Linked DNA regions of Mus musculus: regions 2, 3, 4, 5 and 6 are each linked to region 1. A link is a contact called in public HiChIP or PLAC-seq and promoter capture Hi-C data. All regions are on one chromosome and are shown on one strand. Each heading gives the region's core, a stretch centred on a gene start, on an enhancer-like site or on the middle of the called end of the contact. The rest is flanking DNA. Distances are from core to core; before and after follow the strand shown.

What was found. Promoter capture Hi-C pulls out the DNA fragments that hold promoters and counts their contacts. HiChIP or PLAC-seq counts read pairs in DNA pulled down with a chosen protein or histone mark.
Region 2: a contact with region 1 is called in a promoter capture Hi-C map of the 3T3-L1 cell line, with 4 times the contacts expected there. The contact joins the enhancer-like site here to the promoter of Hspa5 in region 1. A contact is called at or near these places in 4 of 39 promoter capture datasets (the 3T3-L1 cell line, 3T3-L1-derived adipocytes and cranial neural crest) and 1 of 115 datasets of contacts at active chromatin or transcription factors (astrocytes).
Region 3: an H3K4me3 HiChIP or PLAC-seq map of embryonic forebrain shows a contact between it and region 1, with 4 times the contacts expected there. The contact joins the enhancer-like site here to the promoter of Hspa5 in region 1. A contact is called at or near these places in 2 of 39 promoter capture datasets (cranial neural crest and hippocampal neurons) and 3 of 115 datasets of contacts at active chromatin or transcription factors (astrocytes, differentiating embryonic stem cells and embryonic forebrain).
Region 4: an H3K27ac HiChIP or PLAC-seq map of the NIH/3T3 cell line shows a contact between it and region 1, with 5 times the contacts expected there. The contact joins the enhancer-like site here to the promoter of Hspa5 in region 1. A contact is called at or near these places in 7 of 39 promoter capture datasets (the 3T3-L1 cell line, 3T3-L1-derived adipocytes, the C10 cell line and 3 more) and 2 of 115 datasets of contacts at active chromatin or transcription factors (the NIH/3T3 cell line and astrocytes).
Region 5: a contact with region 1 is called in an H3K4me3 HiChIP or PLAC-seq map of pro-B cells, with 4 times the contacts expected there. The contact joins the promoter of Nron here to the promoter of Hspa5 in region 1. A contact is called at or near these places in 2 of 39 promoter capture datasets (cranial neural crest and hippocampal neurons) and 7 of 115 datasets of contacts at active chromatin or transcription factors (astrocytes, differentiating embryonic stem cells, embryonic forebrain and 4 more).
Region 6: a contact with region 1 is called in a promoter capture Hi-C map of pre-B cells. The contact joins the promoter of Ggta1 here to the promoter of Hspa5 in region 1. A contact is called at or near these places in 1 of 39 promoter capture datasets (pre-B cells) and 3 of 115 datasets of contacts at active chromatin or transcription factors (bone marrow-derived macrophages, memory CD8 T cells and pancreatic cancer cells).

Annotation. Positions count from the first base shown.
Region 1 is chr2:34,770,724-34,773,805 of GRCm38.p6, forward strand. It overlaps Hspa5 (heat shock protein 5), which reads left to right and starts at 1,367. Exons shown (of 9, transcript NM_001163434.1): 1 at 1,367-1,423; 2 at 1,506-1,723; 3 at 1,836-2,067; 4 at 2,447-2,584. The coding sequence starts at 1,599.
Region 2 is chr2:33,831,830-33,834,657 of GRCm38.p6, forward strand. Mvb12b (multivesicular body subunit 12B) reads right to left here. Exons shown (of 10, transcript NM_175184.4): 4 at 2,708-2,804. Among named protein-coding and RNA genes, the nearest start is that of Nron, 27 kb to the left of the region's middle. Within about 2 kb of position 1,427, at least 4 of the 459 cell types and tissues checked have an H3K27ac peak or open chromatin away from gene starts, as enhancers often do.
Region 3 is chr2:33,784,504-33,787,521 of GRCm38.p6, forward strand. All of the region lies in intron 7 of Mvb12b (multivesicular body subunit 12B), which reads right to left. Among named protein-coding and RNA genes, the nearest start is that of Gm33856, 3.6 kb to the right of the region's middle. Within about 2 kb of position 1,313, at least 41 of the 459 cell types and tissues checked have an H3K27ac peak or open chromatin away from gene starts, as enhancers often do. A contact at or near this core is called in embryonic forebrain, where this site is marked.
Region 4 is chr2:33,868,355-33,871,384 of GRCm38.p6, forward strand. The region is part of intron 2 of Mvb12b (multivesicular body subunit 12B); the gene reads right to left. Among named protein-coding and RNA genes, the nearest start is that of Mvb12b, 18 kb to the right of the region's middle. Within about 2 kb of position 1,472, at least 122 of the 459 cell types and tissues checked have an H3K27ac peak or open chromatin away from gene starts, as enhancers often do.
Region 5 is chr2:33,804,419-33,807,505 of GRCm38.p6, forward strand. Nron (non-protein coding RNA, repressor of NFAT) reads left to right here and starts at 1,398. Exons shown (of 3, transcript NR_045729.1): 1 at 1,398-1,546. The region is part of intron 6 of Mvb12b (multivesicular body subunit 12B); the gene reads right to left.
Region 6 is chr2:35,460,118-35,462,824 of GRCm38.p6, forward strand. It overlaps Ggta1 (glycoprotein galactosyltransferase alpha 1, 3), which reads right to left and starts at 1,332. Exons shown (of 8, transcript NM_001145821.2): 1 at 1,078-1,332.

The sequences.
Region 1 (3,082 bases), core at 117-2,616:
GGGGGTGCATGAAATTTGTCTTTAAACAACAAAAAAGGGTGGTGGTGGTGGGAATCAATAGTATAAATTATGGAGTAAAATCAACCGGGTTATTAACTATATTCTCAGCACTTATCAATCGACCATTCTAGCTATTTAATCGCTCTTGGTCTCAATGGTCTCTTCTGGAAAATGGGAAAAATGTACCAAGACTTGAATATGAATAAATGACACATGGAAAACACATAGGAGGATCAGTAGTTATAGACCAGCTTGGGCCTGTGTACAATGCCTCTCAAAATACATAAAACAAAACAATGAAGTACATAATAAGCTCAAGTAGTAACTTGTTTTGTTTGTCCCCCAACATACTATTATAAAAGAGTAAAGCATCAGCAAGACTTTTTTGTCTGCTAAACGTCTTTAGCATTATCAGCCCTATTCCAAGAGTCGAATAGGGTGGTGTCAAGAAGGAAGAGGGAAAGAGGAAGGACTTATAAATAATAACCAGTGTCATAAATGGAAATGCTATGCTAGAACAGGTTAGCGAACAATAAGGCGCTACGAGAGAGAGAGAGAGAGAGAGAGAGAGAGAGAGAGAGAAGAAAAGATACATCTCATGGTGGAAAGTGCTCGTTTGACCATAGTACTGAATCTCCGCGGCGGAGAAAGGGAATAGGTTACAATTGGCCAGGCCAATCCTGGGACTTAACCCCGGCAAAGGGAAGATTCGAAAGGCCTGGAAAGACACATACGGCTAGCCTTGGGGTGAAGGAGAAACACGGTTAGCTGAGAAGCACCAGGATTCTCAGCGAGGCAGAATCCAGATCAGGCCCCAGCTCGAGACGTGCAGGCCGGGCGAGTAACAGGGCCTGGACTCTGGGACATCCGAGAACGTGTGGAGGCTGGGGAGGGCGATCACAGCTGAGGCCGGGCAGCTCAGGACGCGGGGAATCGAGGAGGAGAAAGGCCGCGTACTTCTTCAGAGTGAGAGACAGAAAAGGAGACCCCGAGGGAACTGACACGCAGACCCCACTCCAGTCCCCGGGGGCCTGGCGTGAGGGGAGGACCTGAACGGTTACCGGCGGAAACGGTCTCGGGGTGAGAGGTCACCCGAAGGACAGGCAGCTGCTGAACCAATAGGACCAGCGCTCAGGGCGGATGCTGCCTCTCATTGGTGGCCGTTAAGAATGACCAGTAGCCAATGAGTCAGCCCGGGGGGCGTAGCAATGACGTGAGTTGCGGAGGAGGCCGCTTCGAATCGGCAGCAGCCAGCTTGGTGGCATGGACCAATCAGCGGCCTCCAACGAGTAGCGACTTCACCAATCGGAGGCCTCCACGACGGGGCTGTGGGGAGGGTATATAAGGCGAGTCGGCGACGGCGCGCTCGATACTGGCCGAGACAACACTGACCTGGACACTTGGGCTTCTGCGTGTGTGTGAGGTAAGCGCCGCGGCCTGCTGCTAGGCCTGCTCCGAGTCTGCTTCGTGTCTCCTCCTGACCCCGAGGCCCCTGTCGCCCTCAGACCAGAACCGTCGTCGCGTTTCGGGGCCACAGCCTGTTGCTGGACTCCTAAGACTCCTGCCTGACTGCTGAGCGACTGGTCCTCAGCGCCGGCATGATGAAGTTCACTGTGGTGGCGGCGGCGTTGCTGCTGCTGGGCGCGGTGCGGGCCGAGGAGGAGGACAAGAAGGAGGATGTGGGCACGGTGGTCGGCATCGACTTGGGGACCACCTATTCCTGGTAAGTGGTATCCGTCGAAGGAGGAGGGGGTGGGGAGGAGTGGGGCGTGGCCTCCGGGGCCAGCGTGAGAAAGTGAGGTGCTGATTCCTTTTCTGTGGGGTTTCCCCGTCAGCGTCGGTGTGTTCAAGAACGGCCGCGTGGAGATCATAGCCAACGATCAGGGCAACCGCATCACGCCGTCGTATGTGGCCTTCACTCCTGAAGGGGAGCGTCTGATTGGCGATGCGGCCAAGAACCAACTCACGTCCAACCCCGAGAACACGGTCTTCGATGCCAAGCGCCTCATCGGACGCACTTGGAATGACCCTTCGGTGCAGCAGGACATCAAGTTCTTGCCATTCAAGGTCGGACCCGTTTTTTTTTTCTCATGCTAATGGGGCGGCTGGGGTGATAGGAGTATTTAGGGGTTGCCACTTGGCCAAAAACACTGTTCAAAGGACTTAAAAGAATGTGTTCGGAATTTATGTAACGGTTTTACATCTAGTCGTTTTTAGTGTGTTATAAAACATGACACACTGTTAACAATGTCTAGAAGTTGAAACAGACTAAAACTGTCGATCTATCTACAATACAGCTGTGCTCAGTTTTAGTTGTGATTTCCCCCTAAGGGACAGAGATGAATCAAGCTATGGGAGGGAGGAAATGGATTTTTTTTTTTAAATCGTTTGTGGTGTCATTGTTTCCTCTTCGGAAAAATTACCTTTAAATTACTTTATGCCATAGGTGGTTGAAAAGAAAACTAAACCGTACATTCAAGTTGATATTGGAGGTGGGCAAACCAAGACATTTGCCCCAGAAGAAATTTCTGCCATGGTTCTCACTAAAATGAAGGAGACTGCTGAGGCGTATTTGGGAAAGAAGGTGAATAACGTGTGAAACAGTGTTGAGTGTTTGATTGCTGTTGCTCCCCCTCGATGACTTGTGTAGGGAAGCCTTCATGGTTTGAAACCTTTCAATTTTTTTTTAAAGATTTATTTATTATTATACATAATTTCACTGTAGCTGACTTCAGACACACCAGAAGAGAGTGTCAGATCTCATTATGGGTGGTTGTGAGCCACCATGTGGTTGCTGGGATTTGAACTCAGGACCTTCGGAAGAGCAGTCAGTGCCCTTACCTGCCGAGCCATCTCACCAGCCCCAGAAACCTTTCAATCTTAACTTTTAGTGATTTAGTGTTTTGTGGGAGGTCAAGGTATATGCTAGTCAGCCTTTATGAGTTACCACTGCTTAATTCTAATGACAAAAGCGTATGATATAGCAGTAAACTGACTTAGAAACTGTTGTGGCTTGACTAGTTGATAAGAGTGACAGAAGTGAGAACACCATGTACTTCAATCATCTTTAAGTATGATTGCA
Region 2 (2,828 bases), core at 177-2,676, 940 kb before region 1:
TGTGTTCTTGCTTTTGGCTAAGATATAGTTACTGTGCCTTATATTTCTCATATTAAAATAGGCCTAACACCCATCTCTACTGAGCTCTCCTAAAGGTAAAGTGCCCTCATGAGGCTACAGCACTTAACGAGGGGCCTTACATGAAACATAGCAGATATCAGTGCCCTAGTATTCGTTGCTAGGATAAAACACCCTGGCCAAAGACAACGTGAGGAAGAATGGGTTTATTTGGCTTACAATTCCAGGTTAAAGCCTACTACTGAGGGGAAACCAAGGCAGAAATTCAAGCAGGTAGCCATGTCCCATCCACTGTCAAGAGCAGAGAGAAACAAATGTATCCTTGCTTCCTCCCTGGGTGCCTCAGGCAGCCCAGGACTTCCTGCCCAGGGAAGGTGCCATCCACAGTGGACTTAGTCAGTTAACAATCACTACAATCCCCTGCCACCCAATCATACCCAGAGGCCAGGTAATCCTCCAGTTGAGACTCCCCCTAAGGCGATTCTGGGTGATGTCAAAGTGACAGTTAAAGCCAACCAGCACCATGACATTTTGCTAGGACATGGCCCAACGAGCAAGTGAATCAGCCAGTGAGGGGCCGCTGCTTTGCTGAAATAAGTTGCCATTGGGGGTGGCTGAGGAGACATGGAAGCTGCTCTGTGTGAAAACAGCAAGCGAATGCTGGTCCAGAAACGTTCACAGCATGACAATGTGAAAAAGAATCACATACCTATAAATACTGACGAAGAACAGGGTACAGAATTCCATAAAGGAACCTCGCAGATGAGGATCTCTGTTTTCTTACTCCCCGTTTCGCTGCTGTGGCATGGGCTCATGAGTAATTGTAGTGACAGTTTTGGAGTTCTGGTTTCTTAGAAAAACCAGAAACATAAGAATGTGTTTTAGTTTTAATCCCAGGAGTAGAGATCTGATTTATGATTTGCCTTGTGCTGTAGGAGAGATGTGGTTTTGCCAGCTGAAGATAGTTTCTATGATTGCGTGACATTTGAAATTCTGGGAACTTTTCAGAGGGTATATAAATACTAGGGCCCCTAGAAGCAGGGTTGGTGGCTGTTGGTCCTTCAAGGAGATTAGCTGTGGTTTGTTAGTAGCCATGGTCAAAGAGGAAACAAAAGGAAAGAAATTAGATGTAAGGATCTCTCTCTCTTTCTCTCTCTCCCTGTCTCTCTCTCCCTGTCTCTCTTTGTGTGTGTCCTTCTGTGTCTCTGTCTCTCTCTTCTCTCCTTCTTTCTCTCTGATCTAGTGACAGGGTGAAATGGGGAGACTGGGATAAAGGTCAGGAAAAGAACCCACAAAGTAGCAAAGACTGGCTACAAGTAATTACAAATAAGGCAAGTTCATGTGCACCCGTAAAGAAGCTCAGATACACAAGGCTTCCTGACACTGCCTTACCAGCCCTGCACTCCAGGAACAGAGTCCCCAGCACTCCAGGACCAGAGTCCCCTGCACTCCAGGACCAGAGTCCCCAGCACTCCAGGACCAGAGTCTCCTGCACTCCAGGACCAGAGTCCCCTGCACTCCAGGACCAGAGTCCCCTGCACTCCAGGACCAGAGTCCCCAGCACTCCAGGACCAGAGTCCCCTGCACTCCAGGACCAGAGTCCCCTGCACTCCAGGACCAGAGTCCCCTGCACTCCAGGACCAGAGTCCCCTGCACTCCAGGACCAGAGATCCCAGTACTCTAGGACCTCAGCCCCAGCACTCCAGGACCAGAGTCCCCTGCACTCCAGGACCAGAGTCCCCAGCACTCCAGGACCAGAGTCCCCAGCACTCCAGGACCAGAGTCCCCAGCACTCCAGGACCAGAGATCCCAGTACTCTAGGACCTCAGCCCCAGCACTCCAGGACCAGAGTCCCCTGCACTCCAGGACCAGAGATCCCAGTACTCTAGGACCTCAGCCCCAGCACTCCAGGACCTCAGCCCCAGCACTCCAGGACCAGAGCCCATAACACCCGCAGGATCCTGAAGCAGCTTCTCCATTTCCCACAGTTCCCTGCAGCTTAGCACAGTGCGATGTTGCTCAGTGGTTGAAACATCCGGTCTAATTTAAATCGTGGGTTTTTTGTTTGTTTTAATTGTTGCTTTTTAACTAGCCAGCGGCTCATGTACCCCAGGCTCAGAACCTGTATGTAGTGAAGGATGCCCTTCAATCCTGATTTTCCTGCTCCCATCTCTCAAGTGTTGTGATTACAGGTATGAGCCACCACATCTGGCTCCAATTTAGGTCTTACATGCTCTAACTTGAAGTCTTTCTGGGGCCTGCCTCTTGTTCACTCTGTGAGCCCCAGACCAGGCACAGAGCTGTTCCTTGCAGCCCCAGGGCATCTTTTGATCTCTGCCCTCCCTCCCTTTTGCTTCAGGGTCTTGTGTTAAGCTTGGCACTCCCCAGCACTCCAGGACCAGAGTTCCCAGTACTCTAGGATTCTATGAATTGGTTGCTGAGGGCAAACCAACTGTCCCTAGACTCCCTGCTCTGTCCTTGAGTGAGGAGGCATCAATCAAAGACTCTGCTCACTTGCAGGCCAAGGACCCACACACTCTTCAGACACACAGAGATCCAAGGTGGCTGTCATAAGTGGCAGGATTCCTTCACCATCTACAGACTTCCAGAGAGAAACACATAGAATATTTGCAAGCCCACTGGATGGAGGTGGCCGCTCCCAAGGCAAGTGTGTTAAGTGTTGACTCACGTGTATCCACGGTCTCTTGGATGGGGATGAAGCCCACAGGCAATGTGTCCTTGACATCGATGAGCTTCATGTCCACCAGCACATTCCCCAAATGACTCTTGGGAAGAAAAGACAAGACACA
Region 3 (3,018 bases), core at 63-2,562, 990 kb before region 1:
GTCACTGAGTGAGACATGGAGTGGAGTATGGCAAGCCACATGAGCTGGGGGACTGTTTGTTACTGCAGCGCACCACAGCAAAGACTGACAGGTACACCCATTTTAATCTTCTGAATAATGGCACCCATTGTGTGCTACATGGATGAAATAAAAGATTTAAAAGTCTACAGTAGCTACTTTCAAATCACATTCCCATAGCACACACCTTTGAAAAACACTGCAACAATCTGACACACACACACACACACACACACACACACACACAGAAGCATGTGTGTTGGCTATTTTTTTAAGTGTTTGTATCAGCTGTAAGAAAGATACCAGACTCAGAATTGCTAAATGTGTAGGCAAAGCACTTCTAAGAATCAAGAGGAGACATTGAAAAATCAAAGTCAAGAGTCCAGTTCACTGAACAGGTGGCTTCATTATGAAATCACCCAACCATTAATTCCTGTTACAGCAAAATCCAGTGGACTGCCTAAATATAAAAGGTGCTTATTGACTCCACCTCTAAGTTAGCACAATGGGTCCCATTCAGGGATCTAGAACTTTCCGTATGGATGCATCAAGCTCTAATCATTAATGGTCCACTTATTTGGCTCAGGTAAATGGCATTTGCATATGCAAATTATGTCTAAATATTCTGTACTATTAATGTTATCACTAATTACATAATAATAGTTACCAATTTCCACACAGATCAAACTTACAGTTTTGTAGCTATTAGGGAAATTGTGCTTTGTAATTAAGATAATCCTCATTTCCAGATGCTAATTAACTATATAATAATTAGTCTCATTCAGTAATGCAAATGAAGGATTTTCATCTTTATTGATAAAGGAGTTACTTCTTATCGGTTAAGGAGCGGTCTCCCAAGAAATCTTGCAGAGAAATGCTTTTCCCTCTAAAGGTTAAAGGTGAACCCTTTTTTTATCAGCCTCATTTGTGAATGCAAATTAATCACATCGAAGATAAATGCGCCGGTCTTCTACTATCAGGACAGAACGTATAGCTTACTGGGTTTCCCGCTACATATATAGATAAACACAAGTGCTGCCTGGCCACGACTGTGGCTCTGTCGTCCTCCTTTTGTTCCCGTTCAGGCGACAGGAAAGACCTAGAAACAGCAGTGACTTATGTTCTGGCCACAGTGGGAACAGGGGAGTGGAGAATTTTGTGAGTAAATACACAGGCAAAAAAGAATCACGTTTGCTTGGATTATTAAGTTTTCTGTGCTGCAACAGAACACAGACTGGCACCTCCCATCGTGACTAATGAGAGCTGCCTGGGCGAGAACAGAAGGGCTGACAGCCAGCGAGGCCTCGTTGGCAGGCCCCAGCCAGGGCCTCGCCGCATTCATCATCCGCTAAACCAATCCACCAATTCCGCACCACCATTTGTCATTAATTATGCTAATCAGCACACCATTACTCTCTGATGACACTGTAGCCGTTATTAGCTAGTTATGGCTTTTCAGAAGTACAACCGATTGTGTATGCACGGGCTGTGCCTGAATTAGCCTACAGGGAAGAAATGTCCAATTACAAAAAGAAGAAATTTGCTATTATCTTTTTTTAACAAACCAATTTAGTAATTAGAAAAGTCTCTGAACTCACACATTCTTTTCCTCCCCTTTTGCTTAAAAAAATAATTGAAACAAAAACTGTACTTTTCAATAATTCTCTGAAAGACGGGGTAACACAGAGACGTTTGAAATGGGGCTTGGGAACCACTGTGCATACGCTCTGGTGCTGCCCGGCCTCGCGAGGCATCTTTAGAGGTGGAGCTGGGATCACCATGCCTGTGCTTTGGTGACACCAGCTCACAGGGTGTCCTCCCATTATACCTTTGAATTAGCAGGACTACTTTATTATGCATATTTCAGCCACATTGAACTCCTGAAAGATGGCAACACAGCCATGTGACCCTTTACAGCATGCTCACAGTGGAGTGAGGCTGTTCCTCAGGAGGCCAGGCTGTGCAGCCTCACCTGGCAGATGCTCCCACAACAAGGGTGGCGACAACTTTCTTTAACCCTCATTCTCCCTGTGACACTGGGGTCCTTGCAAATGACCTTGGAGATGAAAGGTTTGGCCAAGTTAGCCCCTGCATGTCTTGCACGTGATTTGGGGGAGCAAAGGGACTGTCCCTGTGTGTCACCGTGGACAGCAGTCACAGCAAGAACAGGGAAGACCTTTTTCCAAACACCAGGCCTTGGCAAGAGGCTTGCCAAGTGGGGTCACCAAGTGTCAGCGGGGCTAAGCTCTGGGCACTTGTCCAAAGCAGGTATCAATCCCCAGTCTCCAAACTCGGGCCGGAGTCTTTCCCACTAGTTTGAGAAGCTTCATCTGGATTAAGAGCTCATTAATATCATCAGAGTAAATGGCCTATTAAAACATCTTTAAGCAGTATCTGAACATAAATCTCCCTAAACTATATTTAATGACTGTACTTAAGATACATTATATGCAAGTCTTAATGAGACATTAGATAGCATTTTGAAGATTAAAATTAGAGAATCCATATAAAGTCTGTCCACTTAATGTAGCCGTAAGCTATCCCGATGAACACATTACTACCAAATTATACTGCATTAGAACAAATATTTTTAATCATGTCTGATTTATTCATTCCCCCTTTTGCATAACTTTCGTTTAAAAAACCCATTTGTAGTTTACGAAAAAGTGTATGTGAAAGATCCCAAGTTTTTGGAAGTACTGTGGAAGGAAGATGGAGACAGAATCTCGGTATTGTCAAATGCAACCACTCGGGTTTTGAATTATTTCCACGTGTGGCTTTCTGGGTTGAAGTCACAGATATTTTACTTTAAATTTCCTTCAGATCAGAGTGAAAACAGAAGTCAGACAATCATGCTCTGAAGGCTGGAATCAGCAAAACAGACAGGGTTCTGAGCGTGCGTGCCGCACAGGTGACAGGTGTATCTAGGCAACCCTTGCTTTTCCTCAGGGCTCTCACTGCTGGTGTCTAGTGCTCCCCTGCAAATCCAGATGGGCACGC
Region 4 (3,030 bases), core at 222-2,721, 900 kb before region 1:
GCTCAAGGCAGGAACCCGGAGCAGAAATCCCAGAGGTGCTGCTTACAGGCTTATTCCCTGTGGCTTGCTCAGTCTGCTTTCTTATAAAACCTTGGACCACAAGCCTGGGGCGTGGCACTGCCTTCCCATGGGAGTTGTGCCTTCCCATGACAATTATTATCAATCAAGAAAATGCCCCACAGACTTTCCCACAGGCCAATCTGATGGAGGCAGTTGCTCAGTTGCGGTTCCCTCTTCCCAGACCACAGGAGCTTGTGTTAAGTTGACAAAAACTAACCAGCATACTTCAGAAATGACAAAATTATAGTGGGCAGACAAGAGGAGTGGTTCCTGGAGCTCTGGGGGAGGCAGTGGGATGAGCGTGGCCATTGGGGGCCAGCAGTAGGAATGGTACTATGGTAGGAATAGCGTAGCTTATGATACTTTGGTATCTTGGGGCTTCTCAAGCAAACCCAAGCTGCCTCTCCCCAGATTAGCTAGTCTTAGAGACAGGAAGTGACTTCCCTTCCAGCACACTTCTGAAAAACCAACCAACAAACACTATTCCATATTCTCATCTACCTTGTTCCTGTAAGCTTTCTGTTGCTGTAATAAAACACCGACCAAAAGCAATGTGTGGAGGAAAGGGTTTTTCCCACATTACACTTCTAGGAGCAGCCCATCATCCAGGGAAGCCAAGGCAGGAGCTGGAAAGGAACCTGGAGGCAGAATTTAAAGCAAAGACCGAGGACGATGCAGCTTCCTGGCTTGCTCTCCATGGCTCACTCAGAGTTTCTAATACAACTCAGGTCTGCCTGCCCCAGGATGGCATCTCCCACAGTGGACTGGGCCCTCCCACATCAATTATTAATCAAGAAAATGCCCCACAAGAGGCTCAATAAAATGTAGCTGATAGATGTGGCACAGCAGTTAAGAGCACTAGAGACTGCTCTTCTACAGGACTCCAGGTTCAATTCCTAGCCAGCACCAACATCGTGGTTTATAACCATTTGTAACTCCAGTTCCAGGGGGTCTGACACCACTTTCTGGCTTCCTAGTGTTCAGACTGGCATGCAGGCAAAATACCCAAACATATAAAGTAAACAGAGAAAGAGAGAGAGAGAGAGAGAGAGAGAGAGAGAAAGGCAGGCAGGCTGACTGGTGAAAAGGCTCAGTGGTTAAGAGCACTTACTGATGTTGCAATGATCTTACAGAGGATCCAAGATTCACTTCCCAGCGCCCACATGCAACATGCTCACAGCCACCTGTAACCCAGGATGCCCTCAGCTGACACCTGCACTCACGGGGTGTATGTAAATTCCTTCAGTCTCATCCATATACATACATATAAAAACAATAAATCAATCCTAAAGAAAAAGGAAATGCCCCTCAAACACGCCCACAGGTTAATCTGATGGAGACAACGCCTCAATTGTGGTTCCCTCTTCCTAAGTGACTCTGGCATATGCCAAGGTGACAAAAACAAACCAGCACATAATCGGGCATCAGGCTCCTGCCATCCAAGACACCAGACAGCTGACAAGCAGGCAGTACGCCTGTGGCCCAGAGCCCCAGCCGTTTCCACTAGATGGGCTGAAGTCTGCTTGCCCTGAAGTCTGCTTGTCCTACCTCTGCCTTGCCCTGCACGCAGAAGCTGTACGGAAAGCTCATGGCCACACTGCCCTGCTCTGCAGGCTCCTGTCGCCCTGACACTTCCCCACCTGGCCCTGTCCAGCAGCAGGACAGTAGGACAGCAGGACATACTGTTCCTCTTGGGAACCATCTTTCCAAGAGCAATCTCATGATCCACCCATCCACTGGCCGGAAATCATCTGATTAAACCTGGAGTCCTGGTTCAGACCATGGTGGTGTTTTCAGACACTACCACAGGGGTCAAAGCACACACTGCACCTTGTCACTTGATCTTAGATAAGGAGTAAGCGTGCTTGCATATTTCTTAAAGTGCATATAAATCCATAATCACTCAAAACAAACCCTACATTTTAAAAAAGAACAATTAACTTCTCTGCCAATTCAAATAATTGAGGCTTTATCTTTCACAAGGCTGCAAGCGTGAGCCAGCCCCTTCTGTGAGCAGCAGGAAGTATCAAGACGCTGTCCTGTCCATTGTCTAATTGAGCTTTGGTCACTGTCTGCACGGCTGGGGTCAGGAGGCCAAGGAGAAGACAGCTTCTCCTGGCAGGCGCGCAGGAAACCACTGTTTCTGACAGAACTTCCTGAAGCTGGCTTGCTGGCCTCACTGCACTCAGTACAACAAGTGCCAAGAGTCCTCCTCTCAAGGCAAGTCTGTCTCCAGACAGTTCACAGAAACTTTCCAGATTCAAGCTGCAGGAAGCCAGGGCTCAAGGCTGGTCGTAAAACCACTTTCCACATTTTCAGTAAATCTTGGTTTAATGTATTTTCTATCAAAACAAAAAAGAGCAACACCTGGTTCCTTTATCAAAACAAACTTGGCTCTGAAAAGCAAAGCGCCTGTGAGGAGGGGGTTGTGAGGTATGGGGACCTCCAAGTTCCGTTACTCTGCTCAGAAGCAGTTCCTTGCCATCAGTGCTGCCCCGAGGGGACCGGGGGCCCATAGAAGCCCACGGGGACAAGTTACTCCTTACCTTTCCCCTGCTGCAGTGTGAGACCTTAGATCCATCTGAGGTCTCCTGTCCTCTGCCTATGAGGAACAAGGGCCTACTACCACAATGTGGCCTTTCTCGAGACCTGAGTAACCGTTCTGTCACACTGGAGTGATGACTGTGTCGCATGTGTCCCACAGGCTTTGGACACGAGCTCGCTATCTTCCTCCAGAGGGCTTTAATTCTTTTTGAGCATGACGGGAATCTGCAAGCTCCCTTTACCCTGCTTTTCAGCACTGTTCAGGTAGCTTTGTGAGGGGATTATTTATTTATTTTTGTTTTCTTTCTTCTCCTGCTTTGGTGCATGACAACTGGCTACTCATTTGCAGGTTTCCAATTTTAAACCTGTGTGTCCTTTTGATCCCTCAACCCAACCCACTGCCCGGAGAGGAGCCGGTTTGTCTCA
Region 5 (3,087 bases), core at 148-2,647, 970 kb before region 1:
CAACCTACCATAGCACCCCAGCAGGCGGCAGTGCACGGTACACAGGTGGACAGCTAGTGGCCTGGCCCTCTGTGGGTGAGGACACTGCCCTCCACAGTTCACTCACTGGATATGGGATCCAGTCTCAATGCTAGCACCTGGGAGCTGGGTGGCCTCTGGAGAGACATGTCATCTGCCAGCAGATACAGGTCGTGATGCAAACAAGTGTCACGTTAGAACCAGGTGAACCCTTAAGTTGGCGCGAGGGTTGATCTTGTCAAGTTGGTGGGATTTAGAATCTCCACAGAAACAAGTCTCTGGGCATGGCAGGACGGGAGTTTTTAGACCAGGCTGAGTTGGGAAGCCCTATAGCAACGCCCCACGGCAGTGGGTCCCTGCCCAAACAATCAGGAGGAAGCAAGCTGAGCGCTCGGGCCATCTTTCTGCGCTTCCTGACTGTGGACACAATGTGACCAGCTGCCTCAGCCCCTGTCCTCATGCCTTCCCCACCAGGATAGACTATATCCTCAAAGTGTGAGCCCAAAATCAACCCTTTCTTCCTTAGCCATCCTAGAGCCTGGCTCCTGAGAGCTTGAGAGTGGAGCCAATGCAAACCCACTGGGGAATTTCCTCTGTCTTAAACTGAATCCCATGGCTGTGAGGTCTTGTCGGCTTAGCCCAGCCCACACCCCCACATTGGCCAATTCCAGCTTCAGCCTTTTGTGCCCTGTCCCTGTGGCTTTCAGAACTGCTCCAGGCCTCTGCACTTGCTCCGTCCTCTGCAGAGGCTTCTGTAGGCCAGGCTGCCTTACCTATAGCCGGCCAGGCTGCGTCACCTATAGCCGCTTTGATCACCCTAGAAGAGATAACCCACCCCAAGAATTCTTTTCTTTTTAAAGATTTATTTTATGTATATGAGTACACAGTCACTTCCTTCAGACACACCAGAAGAGGGCATTGGATACCATTACAGATGGTTGTGTGCCACCATGTTGTTGCTGGGAATTGAACTCAGGACCTCTGGAAGAGCAGTCAGTGCTCTTAACCGCTGAGCCATCTCTCCAGCCCCCAAGAACTCCTTTCTAATTCAAGGAGCCCAGCTTGCTCCCTGCACAGCCTCCCTCTGTGGGCAGAGCTTGACTTGCACCGTGTCTTCTCCTCTCACCACCCCAGTGCTGAGAACAAAGCCCTGTAAAGGTGTCTAGGACTTGCTGAATGAATACACTTGACTTTGACTTGTAATTAGGGATGATTTTGGGAATCTTCCAGCAAGCCTTCCCACCTGCCTCCTCAGGACTGGGCTGGTTAATGGTTTGGAAAATGTCGCTCCCTCTGACTCAAGGAAAACTTCAGATACACAGTACACACGCTCCTCGTGGCACGGCTTATAAAGCCACGGATATCAAACACTGGGGGACAGCTGCAGCTGCAGTACAACTGCATGCTGAAATAGGAGACTGCTAGACAGACCACACTGGCACCTGAAGCACCCGCGAGGAGGAGGACAAAAATCGAGTTTCCACATTTGAAAGTGAACCTGCCAGCCCCAAGAACGTGCCAAATCCAGGTGAGATCAAGGCAGGCACTGTGCTGCAGCAGCGATGGGAGGGACAGAACGTTCCAGGGGCTGCTCTGATCACAGCTTCTTCTGAAGCTGGGTCAAGGGCTGCACAGCTTCAACCACTACCAAGATATCCGAGGAGGTAACTGTGTCTGGTGCCTATTGTGTAACAGAAACAGGGGATCACAAGAGTGGGCTGCAAGTGACCACTTCATGGGCAGACACAGTGACTATGGAGAGATCCCCTAACACCAGGAAAGCTAGAGGGCTGTTTGCCTTCTCCTTAGGAATCTTAGGGATCATCAGTCATCAACAACCGCTACTTGGTTCAGGGAACCATTTTTCCAACATCTGGTTTATGGAAAGGCATCCGGGCAGCCTCTAAGCCCTCCAGAGCCTGTGTCCAGCTTTGCTCCTTCAGGCCCTGTCAGGTCCTGCCATACCTGGGGAGACAGGCCATACCTGCAGGGCCGGGGTGGACACTGCTTCTGGAGCCGTTACATCAGTGCAGAGGGGCTGGGAGTTCTGTAACAGATGAGCATCAGGCCGCTGCCAACAACAACTCCAGCTAAATAGATGCTAAGGGAAATTTCATTCTTGCCCCGAGTCAATATGAGGCACCTTATTCAATTAACATGGCCACTAAGCCTCACACAGCCCTGTGCAAAAGCCCTTCAGTTACACATGACATTTTATTACGTGACAGTAGTTGCCAGCACAATTTATTTCCTTTCATTCTGCCTTTTCCTTGCTCATTTAAATCTGTATTTTCTAGTGTTGATTCCAGGTCTGTGCGAATGTTTTAAATGCAGCCATCAATCTTTCAGACCCCATGGTCACATGGAAGGGAGATGGCTCTGCTGGGTGGCAGCAGACCCAGCTGTCTTGTGGGGGACAGTAGCAAGGGGGGCTGTGGCTAACCTGCAGTTGGAGAGGACTGCTGCTTTTGTGTTGTGTCCCCTGTACAGACACGTAAGGGTCTCTTCGTTCTGTTCTCCCAGGGCTGAAAGTCACCTTCTGAAGCACCAGATTCCAGTGTGTGCTTCAGAGACCAAGGGGTTCCTGAGACTTCAAGTGGGATGCCAGGTCCCAGCACTTCCACAATATTGAGCTATTTGACTTTCCTTAAATGGGATATTAAAAAGCATAAGCTAAGCCTTGTGTGGTAGCTTATACCTATAATCCTAGCATACAGAAAGCTGAGGCGGGAGGATCACTATGAGCTCCAGACCAGCCTGGGTTAAATATTTTACACACACACACACACACACACACACACACACACGACATCACAAACTACACACAGACCTGGGCAGCTGGCTCAGTAGTTAAGAATGCAGAGGACCTGAGTGTCATTCCCAGCAACTGTATCCAATGGCTTACAACCATCCATAACTCTGGCTCCAGGGCCCACAATGCCCTCTTCTGGACTCTACAAGGCATCTGCACTCACATGTGCACACCACACACAAAAGTATTTATACACATCATTACACAACTAATAAAAATATTTTTAAAATGACAATAAATGCTAGACCCAGAGAAAA
Region 6 (2,707 bases), core at 82-2,581, 690 kb after region 1:
TGCCATCTGTTCCTTAGTCGTTTTCTTGCCATGGTGGGAGATGCTGAATAGAAAGTGAGCAACCAGGTTGTGGTGGCATACGCCTTTAATCCCAGCACTTGGGAGGCAGAGGCAGGGGAATTTCTGAGTTCGAGGCCAGCCTGGTCTGCAGAATGAGTTCCAGGACAGCCAGGGCTACACAGAGAAACCCTGTCTCAAAACAAAACAAAACAAAACAAAACAAAACAAAACCACACACTCCAAACAAACAAACAGGAAGCACACAAGCCTTAGAGGCTGGCTGGAGTGCATTCCAACCTCAGATTCAATCCAAACCCTGAGCACCCATAAACCAGTGACTTGGCTTCTCCCAACTTTGATTTCCTTCTCTATAAATCCAGCCAACAGTGCCAAGCTTATCCTGTTAGGCTGGGGAACCTAAGAGACCCATGTACACTAAAAGTTTCACCAAGACCCAGAAGTGCACAGGGAATAAAACCCATGGTCAGCCCCTGGCTCAGAAGTGTCAGAAACCGGGCAAATGGCTGCTCAGAGTCAGTATGGCCAGTGCAAGGCGGCCTTTCCTGCTCTGTGACTGAGAAAGCTTCCGGTAAAGTTTAGCCACAGGGGGCCATTGACAGTAATCAATTGATCTCCCGCCTTCTGATCTCAGGCATTCCACTGAAAACTGACCCTAATCACAGGGAATGGGGACAGGAGGCCTCCCCAAAACATCCTCTTGGGGCGTTCCTAACACAGAAAGTAGAAATAAAAGAATCGGTTCTATGTAGTAAGATCACAGGAGCAGGAGCCAGGGTCTCCAGGTACCCCTCCTAGGCCATTTGGGGCCTGCGCCAATACTCAAAGTCCCTGGAACCAGGTAATCCCAAGTGAAGTGTTCAGCCCTGCATTTAGTCACCAGACACCTGTTACTTGCAAAAGATAGCTTGGACCCGCACGCGGCTCCCATCAGGAAGAAGCAACTACTCCCAAAAATAACTGTAAGGAAGCACTATCAAAAGGCAGAGACTCCCGTAGTCCTGATGCCCCAATCCCTGGACAACCCGAGCCATGGCGAGCCCCCTCGCCTTTGCCTACCCAGAGCCTGAGAGCGCGAGGTCTTCAGCAGAATCGGTACTTCTCATTCCAAGAAGAGTCTACAAGGGAAGGTGTCAGCCAGCTAAGAAAAGGCAGGGCTAGGGCTCCACCCAGAATCTCCAGCCTCCTAAGACACACCTATCTACCTCCGGGCGAATGAAAGAGGCAGTCAGATCTGTTCTGGGGCCGATAGTGGCCCAGACAAGCAAAACTACAAAAATAAGAGTCCCTGGGGTCCTTCCTGAGGGAGGAGCTAGTGGCGTTGACATCCCCGCCCTCCTAGCCTCTTCCTGGCCCCCGCAGCAAGGAGGACAGCACTCTCTCCAGTCTCTGTTCTCTCTCCTCCGCGCCCCCCCCCCACAACATTATTTCCCGCTTTGCTGTTTCTTGGATGATTTTCAAGAGTTTGTGCAATCGCATATGTATGAAAATGCCATAATGAAACACAGTACTTTGCATGCAAAATAAATATAAAATAATAAAACGTTTGTGTGTGTGTTTTGTTGAGAGGTTCCCCTGCCATCTTCAAACACTTGATGGTGTCTCCTTGCAGTGGGAACGAGGTGGTTTGAAAAGTTGTGACGAGATTACCTCCCATCACCCAACACAGCAAAGTTAGTGCCTGAGACTTTGCCCAGGCTTGATTTTGGCTTGGTCCTTCCTTCACTGTTAGGAGTCTGTCTGTCTCTCAAATTCGAGTGTCTCTCACTTTGCCCCTACCTGCACCCCTTTTCCATCTTGTCCATAAGAAGAGCCAACCCGCCCTGTCCTAACTACAGTAGGAAAAGACACCTCCTGCTTTCTACACTCACTGGTTAGTACCGGTGGTCCCAGGATCTGATCTGCCCTACTCGCCCTGCCCTGCCCTGCCCTGCCCTGTGCTGCCCTGTGCTGCCCTGAATATCAGCTATTCGGATAGCGAGGGAAGGTGGCGGGAGACCCCAGTAAGCAAACAGATGCAGCGACACTGTTCAGGGTGGGACAGAGCCTAGAGTTCAGAAGTGGATACAGAGGAAATGATCGAGTGACCAGGACAAAAGCAAGGACCGAGGTAGGGCTGGGCCGGAATAGCGGCGCTCCCGCTCGCCCACACCTCCTCCCCACTGAAGCCCTCGCGTGGCTTCAGTGTCAGACGCCCGGCGGGACCCACCTGATCCGCAAAAGCAGGCCGGGTGTGTGTTGTCTGCTGCGCTGGAGACGGGACCACGCGGGCGGGCGGGCGGGCGGGCGGCGCCCTGCGCTGTAGGAGACCCGGCCGCTGCTCTGTCCGGGTGTGTCGGGTGGGGTGCGCGCCTCTGGCCCCTGCAGAGCTCGGCGGCCTAGGGCGCAGGCAAGTGGCGTGCGCCGACCCGAGGAGTGGGAGCCTAGAGAGTCCACTCCCACCCCCACCCCCAACACAACGTCCGGCGTGATGCACGTGTGATGCATCGGGTGTCCCTCACTTTACCCCAACCTGCACCTCTTTCCCATCTGTGGGAGGAGTGATGTTTCATCTCCACTCAGGCAGAAAAAAGCCTGAAACCAGCAAAAAAAAAAAAAAAAGAAAAGAAAAAGAAAAAGAAAAGAAATCGCTCACGGCCGCCTGTGTCTTCTGACCTGCCCATGGTGATAGGGGCTGCAGAGGAGGAAC